2 separate regions of the Anser cygnoides genome follow, and region 2 is linked to region 1. Evidence: chromatin contacts called from public Hi-C data. All regions are on one chromosome and are shown on one strand. The core of a region is the stretch at or near the end of the contact, and the rest is flanking DNA. Distances in the headings are between cores, read along the strand shown. Region 1 holds the start of NUDT2 (nudix hydrolase 2). Region 2 holds the start of DNAI1 (dynein axonemal intermediate chain 1).

Region 1 (3,859 bases), core at 1,343-3,842:
AGTTATGGGTATTTTTAATTTCTCTCACATATTCCCCCCTGATATACAGCACACCTAAACGCTAGCCCTGTCGACAGCTGGTCTTCTCGGACACCCTGTTTGTTTCATGTTGCTTAGAATGAGAGGTGCCATTACAAACAAAGGATAAATATAACATTTCCCCAGCTGTTTGTACTTTTGTTGAGAAATGTCAGATTTGGTTTTCTCATGAAAGATCCAGACAAGACCATAAATAGAACAAGCCAAGCAAGATCTCAAAAAAGCTACTTAACAGGAGTTGGGAGGCTTCAAAAAAAGGGGCGGGGAGTGGTGTTTAAGCTTTATTTTGCCACTGGTGTCGCTCTGTTTTCTACTTAGGTGTCTGCAAATAGCCACAATTTCATCACAGAAATGAGTATTCTCTCAGGTCCCAGGTACCCAAAGTAACCCTTTAGTACTCCAAGTGGGATACATGGGGAGCTCATGTTGCTCTGCCCACAGGTCTCACTCACTTCTTTGTGTATCAGAAGCTTAACCACCCTCTTACAACGCGACATCATCTCAAATGCAAAATACACTTCTATTTCAAAAAGAAACTGTGCAGAAAACAGCATCTGATGTCTTAGATATTTGAGATCAAATACGCTGAGGCTTTAAGTAGAAATATTTTCTCAGCACTGCAAGTCAAGCTATCTCCTTTTTGAGGATAAACTTATTTTCATCTTGTACATATACAAAGCTGGGACTTTGAGCAACAGAATCCACCCGGCCTCGAACAGCTGGATTCCTTTTATAGCATCCACAGTAAATGCCCACAGAACATCCACCAACAGCCAGTAACCAGTTCCTTTTATGATAATCATGATCCAGTTACCAAACATGCAATGAGCTGAGGTAGCAAAAAAGCTGGAGACCAGGGTTCAGTTTCAACCCACAGGACACAAATGCTACCTCCTGCCTACCGGCACAGGGAGAGGCAATCACCTCACCCCACTGACTGTTGCTAACCTCGAGTCTAAGCTCAGTAAGTTTCCACTTTGTGCAATACACTCTACCCACCAGGAACAAAAAGGACCACTGGCACCACGTTCCAGCTCCTCAAAGCCATTTGCACCAGTAAACAAGCCCTGCATCCCCTGCCCATCAGACTCGACTTGCGCAGTCACAGTTCTAGGAGCAGGGATCAGGCTGATGAAGTTTGTGTAGGGGGGACCCAAGCAATACAGTTTAATCCCATAAAGGCTGGAGGTGCTGAGGGAACTTTAAAAATATCAAAGTATAGCTGTAGCTCTGCGTGGGCTTGCCTCCTCTGTGCTCCTGGAGAGGTGATTATAAGTTCTCATTCTGGCTCCTCCCACATTAAATCTAGGTCTGCACCGCATACAAGTTATATTATTGCACCACATAGCCTGGGGCTGCCTTTGAAGACCACTCAAATTGCAGAGAATATATAATGTAATAGCACCTCCATTTATTGTCCTCAGATCTGTACCAAGCTACTAGTAAAGGCTGCCATCAGATTGTGGTTTCTGATCTACAAAACCTTCAACGATATGATCTGAGTGTGTGAGACACATACCTGAGTCATTTCACTTGCTATTGTGCTGGCTTGTCCTGAATTACTGTGTTTCCAGTGAACCTTTCCGCATGGATCTCTCCTCTCACAACAGTCATGTCCCAGCTCATGGTTTTTTGCTTTCCAAAGGCTGCAAACTCTTCTCCACTAGGCTTTTGGTGAAGTGGAGGGAGGGAGAGGTTTGGAAAGTTCTGTTCTTTCCATTGATAGGAGAGCACAGCTGATTTTGTTACTAGCTTTTTTTTTTTTTTTTTCCAATTTACAAACTCCTGTTTACAAACTGCTCATGTGCTATGCTTTAAGAACACTACTTTGTAAAATCAGAAATACAAATTAGCGGAAAGAAATCGCAGAGGATAAGAAAAAGCATTTAGGGAGATCTACAACGAACCTGAAATATCCCCGTTGTGCTGCTCCCGGTACCGGGGCTGGGACAGCGTACTACCCGATACCAGCTCTGCCACACAGCTCCCCTTCCAGCTGCCCAAAAGGCACTATCAGCTGCTACTGCCAGCTGATAACCACCCCCAGAGCTGACCTCAGCAGCGCCCAGCAGACCTCAGGCTGCAATCTCCCCTGCTCCTGACGCGAGCGGCACAGCCGTGGGATATCGGAACAAACATCACCTTTGGGTGGCGTCCAGTGGTGGGTCCCGTAAGACGTCTGCAGGAGGAGGTATTCGATGCCGTCAGCGGGCTTGGAGGACGCCGCTGGCTGCAGCCTCCTGTAGATGATCAAGCCACAGGCTCTGACCGCCATGTCCCCGCTCCCTGCAGGGGGCAAGCAGAAATGACGTGGGGCTCGGGCAGGTCGGGATAAAAGTCCATCCCTTCGCAGCTACCGTGCAATTAAACCCTGTCTTAATAACAACCCGTGAGGTGCGACAATGGAGCCCTTTCCTTTTCAAATTGGGAAGGAGGAGCCTACATAAAAACCCTTAAATATATATATATGTATGCATGCATTAAGAGGCACGGAATGTGACTTGTGTGCTGTTTCTTTACAGCTGATACATTACACAGCACACCGCAGGGACAGAATATGATGAAGAACCAGGAAAGCCGGACATTTAACGCTCTGATTTTCGCTGCAGAAGCCCTCGGGCTCCGTGCACAGATAACGCCGGGGCTCCGCCCACGGGGCCCCCGGGCTGGGGCTGGGGCTGGGGACCCCGCCGCCCCCGGAACCCCCCCGCAGCCCCCCGCGGTTCCCCCCGGACCCCTGAGCGCGGCGCACGCCCCACTCCCTGCCCTCACCTTCGCTCCCGGATCGGGAAAAGAGGAGGCGGGACCAACGCGCGGCTGACAGCCCCCTCAACCAATCGCAGCGCCTTCTCCCCCCCTTCTCTTATTCCCTTAACCCCGCCTCCCTCCGTCTGATTGGTTCCTCCCTAGCGAGCCGCGCGCGCCACCGTTTGAAGCGGGCGAGGCGTTGTTGCCATGGAGACGCGGCCTGGGCGCCGCTCCCGGAGCCTCCGCGCCCGCTGAGGGGACCGGGGGCCGGGGGAGGGGGGGTGGCGGTGCCCGGCCCGGCGCTGCAGGGTACGTACGGACACCGGGAGCACGGCCCCGGCGGGCTCCGGGCGGGTTTTCTCTCAGCTGAACGCGTGGGGAGGCGCGGAGGCTTCTTTTGGGGGCGAAACTGGGAAGAAAACGGTAAAAGTTCATCCGGGACCGAGCCCCGGGGCTAAACGCGTCCCCTCCGAGTCCTGAAGCGTAACCCCCGAGGCGCGGCAGCTCGCTGGGCTCTAATTATAAAATAAATGTTAGAAGCCAGCTGTTAAACCCTGACGGCAAGAGAGGCTGGGGCGCAGTTTTCGAATAATCAGCACCCCGATATAGCTGCCGGGTGATTTTCTGGGCGTGTGGCTGAGTATTAGACGCTTCCCCTTCCCCTGCAGCTGCTGCTGGGAGCAGTTGTCGGGATCAGCTGCGGGATGGAGCCGCTCCTGCTGAGCTCACCAGCCTATGTTTAGTGTGGAAGAATGATAATGGTAACTAGCATCTCAGTGCTCCGTTGGAAAACAAGCAGTTCATTTAGTTGTCATTTTTAAGTCCGTTTCAAATATCACTGAAATTAATCCGCTTTGCACAACCTTCACGTTTCTCTGCTTTCTGGGTCAGGAGGAGATCAACAGGGAACCAAAGGCGGAAGAACCTTGTACGCTTGGACAGAAGGGCTGGGTTCGCAAGGAGGTGAGTGCCATCCAGCCAGGCATGCTGCCCCATGCTCAGCCCTGCCCAGGCCACGCAGTGTGCCCGCCATCACTCTATGCACGCTGATAACGGTTCTCATTCTGCTTAT
Region 2 (4,322 bases), core at 999-3,498, 150 kb before region 1:
ATTCACTTCATCTACCACGTTTATCTCTGACGGCCAGACAGCTTTTGGCATATTTTCATCCAAGAACCTGGGAGATTCCATTCAAAGAAGAAGAAAAATACATCGTCTGGTTGGAGGTTGAACTGGAGGCTGAAGTCACTGGGATAAAGAGATAAAGAGCAAAAGAAAGCAAGAGACTCATGTCAGAGGAAAGGGAAAATACAAGACAGGCAGAAGACAGAAGAAGGGCAGGCAACCGCCACCTGTAGGGGAAAAAAAGAAAAAGAATTGATTACAAAGCACTCAAAGAGCCCACAGCCATGAAAGCGAAGGAGGGACTGGAAGTGACACATGGCAACAGGGAAGAACCTGAAACCATTCAGGTAACTGTCTCAGCTTTGAGCACAATCTCAGGAAGAAAATTTTCAAAGGGAAAGCAGTCAGCAATGAAAAACCTACGAGGCAGAGCAGAACAAAGCAATACAAGGGATATACAGGAATGAAAAGCATGGGGACAGGTGAAAAGAGCATAGTGCTACAGGAGAACTTGCAGCGAAAGGGACAAGGACGGAAAGCCGATGGAAATGATGCTCAGTAGAAAAAGCAGCCTCACAGGCAAGCAGCAAGCTTGTTTCCTGCCTCTTTATGAACACTGGCAGAGAGGAAGAACGTGTCTGAGACACAAGTGCAGGGCCTTACTCATTTGTTTTCAAAAGAGACTTTCTTGACAAGAATTGGGATCTAGACCTTGACTCACCAATTAATTTTACAGTAGCCATCAGGCCTCAGTAAATACCAATCATCGGGCCCCGATGGCGCAGTGCGTCGTGCAAAGGTGCAGCCATTTACTCCTGTGACTCTCCAAGCCCCGGTGACGTGGGCTGTACTTTAGATCTGTGAAGATGAGACAACAGCCTCTGGCCTCCAGAGCCAGCTAGTGATTCACACAATTCCTCCACTGCAAGAATATTCTAGTCGATGAAAGTACACGAAACAGCAGTCAGATTTAACAAGCACAGACAAATATAGGGAAGGCAGCACAGGACAAGTTAAAATTATTTTAAGTAATTGTAGTTAAAGTTATGCGAAAAGCCAAAAATCCAAAGAGTTTAAACCGTTTGTGATGTTTCAAGAACTTTAAAATAAAAAGAATGCCTTTACAACACATTAATTAAGTTTTTCAACTAACATGTGAACCAAAGCCTATCCATTTCAGAACATTTGAGATAATGGTTAATGAAAGTGACTAAAAATGTTTATGTGGAAATTCTGAAAGTAAAAGAAATTGGGATTCAGAGCAAGCATTTAATGCCAAGTTTAGTTTATACCATCATTATTAACGCATTTTACGATTTTAGCATAAACCTCTTTATTATCTAGGACGGAATGGGGTCTTTGGTTCTCCATTTCTGCCCTTTGCAGACCTCATAAAGCCTTTGTAACTTGACAGTTGCAAGCACTTTTCAGCGGAAGCATTACGCATGTCACAGAGATCCCCTCTCTTTCTCTTTTCTGCTCTGAAGCCCGAAGCCCTCTTACCACACGTGCAGGAACAACCAGACGGCTCCAAAGACACCAGCCCTGTGCAGAACCATGTCGGTACGCCTGGGTTTGAGGCGCTAGCCCTCAGTTGGAGGTCCACCACCTCACGGGCTCTGAGCCTGTCCTTCTTTGTTACCTTCAGCTTCCCCCGGTCAGTTACGGCATTTCTGGCACGCGCTCTGGATGTTGTTGCGTTGGGGAGCTTCCGGACCAGCTATGCTGACCCCCGCCTCCCCCCGCAAAGATCAAACCGCTGGGACAGGCTGCCCAGAGAGGCTGTGGAGTCTCCTCCTCTGGAGATACTCTAAACAAAGCGTGCTCTGGGTGACCCTGCTCGGCGGCACTGGGGTCGGACTGGGTGATCTTCAGGGGTCCCTGCCCACCCCAGCCGCGCTGCGACTCCGTGAGGTGACGGTGACGGGGCGCGGGGCGGGCGCTGCTGCTTGGGGACGGGGGGGGCCCCCACGTCACGTCTCCGAGTGACGTCACACCTCGGGGATGACGTCACGGTTCGGGGTGACGTCACCGGTCGGGAGTGACGTCACCGGTCGGGAGTGGGTGACGTCGAGGCGGCGCCGCCCTGCCGCGCCCTTACCTGCCGCCGCCCGTCGCCCGCCTTAGCCGGCATGGCGCCCCTCCGCCACGGCCTCCCCCCCGCCGGAAGTTGACTCGGCAGCCATGGCAACGCGCCGGAAGCGCTGCCGCCGAGCCATTCCCTCCCCCTCCCCCTCCCCCTCCCCCGCGATCTATTCCCGCGCTCTGACCCCGCCCCCTGCACGCACACACCCCTCGCCCTCATGAATATGCAAATGAGCGGGGCGGGGCGGCGGCGGCGGACCCGGAAGCGGCGCGGCTGAGTCACGGCGGCGGCGATGAGGCTGCGGCGGGCGGCGGCGGGCGCGTGAGCCAGGAGCCGGGAGCCCCCCGCCGCCATCCCGCCGCGTCCTCCCGCCCTCCTTCCTGCCCTGCCCTGCCCTGCCGCCACCATGATGGAGGAGATAGACCGGTTCCAGGTGCCCGCCGTGCGCGCTGAGATGCAGCCGCTGGTGAGCGGCGGGACGGGAGCCGCCGCTTGGCCGCTGCATGCCCCCCCCCCCCCCCCCCCATGCGGGGGTAACGGGATTGGGGTTGGGATGAGGGAGGGGAAAACGGGCCGGCCCCGGGGCCGTTACATAACGGCCGTCCCCTGCTGTGTCATGGCGGAGGGTGGGGGGGGCGGTGGCCGCCCCGAAATGTGCCCCTCCACCCCGGTTGATGCTCGCCGAGAGGCAGCGGGAGGGAAGGGAGGAGGCGCGGCCAGCCCCGGGGACTGCCAGCCGGCCGCCCGGTAGCCCACGGCCGCCTACGGGCGTGTGGCTGCCTGGCTCTGGCGCCGAGGGCTTGCTCCCGGTGCCGTGCACCAGCCGCGTGCGAGCCCCGGGATGTGTGTGTGTGTCCGGCCCTGCATCCTGCCTGGCGAACGTCCTCCTCCTTCCTCTCCTCCTTCCCTGCCTTCCTCTCCTCCTTCCCCATCTTCCTCCCCTCCTTCTGCATCTCCTCACGGCCCCCTCAAAGCCCACGACCTGTTGGCATCACCGTCGGGGCGGGTGGCTGCAACGCGCCAGCTCCCGTTGGCACCCGGAGGGAGCAGATCCCACCCCAGTACCCGACCGTGCGGGGTGAAGCCCGCGGGGAGGTGCGAGGGACTGGGCCGAAATGCCCCCGCAGATCCCCCGGCAGCGGGAGCGGGGCTGGTAGCAGCGGGTTCGTGTTAGCCCTGAAGGTGCTCCCGAGGCTCCCGGTGTGTCGAGCTGTCGGCTGTCTGGAGTCGGTGTCCGCGCCTCGGTTTCTTGTGGCAACCAGCGTTCATCAGCTAAATAAAAACTGAGGACGCAATAATCGGCTTGTGAACGGAAAGGCTCCTCTGTGTTGGTCTCCAGACTGGTTACCTCACGGCGACAAGAAAAGGCTTTGGTGACAAATTATGGAAATAGCTTCAGGCTGATTTTTTTTATGGTTTGGTTCTTCAGTTTGTAACCTTTGTGGTGGGAAGAGAACTGTCCCTGCAAGCTGCTGGGGACTTGTTGCGTGCTTACTGTGAGGTTTTGTTGAGCACGGTGAGGCTGGCCCACGTTATGGTGAAGGCAGCGGGCATACTAGTGAGATGAGCGAGTTTGGAAGAGCAGTTGGCAGACCAAAAAGCCAAAACTCTTAAATACTTCCCAAAGCAGTTGGGGTTTCTTATGCCCAATAAAATCCCATAATAGCAGAGGGATGGAAATGGTATTTGCGAGCACGTTTGTGTAGACAGAGTGGGCAGAACCTGAGGAGGTGACTTGGTCCAGCCCAGCTGTCTCAGGGTGGGATGGTGTATCATGCAGCAATGGTAGTAAGCTTAAGAAGGTTTCCTTCTCCTCTTCGGCTGCCAAAATTACGAAAAATTCACAAAGGAATTTCACACATTTAAAAAAAAAAATTCTCTGAACACAGCTAAAGGAGTTTTTTTTTCCCTAGGCTTCAGGGTTTCTGTTGGTTTTTAACTAATAGTGTTCATAGTGAAAATGCGTGCATGCGAGGGACTGCTGCAGTGAGTGGATGGTGAGGGATGCTTCCACGTGCCTGGGAAGGCTGGCATCAATCTCGGGAATGGGACAGAGCAAGTCTGGTACAGCATTTCCAGTGGCACCACCTGCTTGTAGCTCCTGGTCAGCACCTGGCACGCAGGCACTGGTGCTCGCAAGGCTCCCTGCACTTCAGAAGCTGGCTGGGGTTTGTAGTGGTTTGCTTGGGTGGCCAAATTCTGCCCCATGCTGCTGCATTGT

The links. Hi-C and Micro-C count contacts between places; a contact is called where the count stands out from the background.
Region 2: a Hi-C map of liver shows a contact between it and region 1, with 5 times the contacts expected there. The contact joins the promoter of DNAI1 here to the promoter of NUDT2 in region 1. A contact is called at or near these places in 2 of 7 Hi-C or Micro-C datasets (both in liver).

Annotation. Positions count from the first base shown.
Region 1 is chrZ:62,505,120-62,508,978 of Taihu_goose_T2T_genome, reverse strand. NUDT2 (nudix hydrolase 2) reads right to left here and starts at 2,592. Exons shown (of 3, transcript XM_048048535.2): 1 at 2,574-2,592; 2 at 2,182-2,325. The coding sequence starts at 2,314. KIF24 (kinesin family member 24) reads left to right here and starts at 2,949. Exons shown (of 16, transcript XM_066988885.1): 1 at 2,949-3,096; 2 at 3,679-3,750.
Region 2 is chrZ:62,657,221-62,661,542 of Taihu_goose_T2T_genome, reverse strand. It overlaps DNAI1 (dynein axonemal intermediate chain 1), which reads right to left and starts at 2,248. Exons shown (of 19, transcript XM_048048553.2): 1 at 2,117-2,248. The coding sequence starts at 2,149. FAM219A (family with sequence similarity 219 member A) reads left to right here and starts at 2,340. Exons shown (of 6, transcript XM_048048559.2): 1 at 2,340-2,567. The coding sequence starts at 2,508. LOC125180137 (a long non-coding RNA gene) reads right to left here and starts at 2,110. Exons shown (of 3, transcript XR_007158427.2): 1 at 1,519-2,110; 2 at 737-950; 3 at 1-242.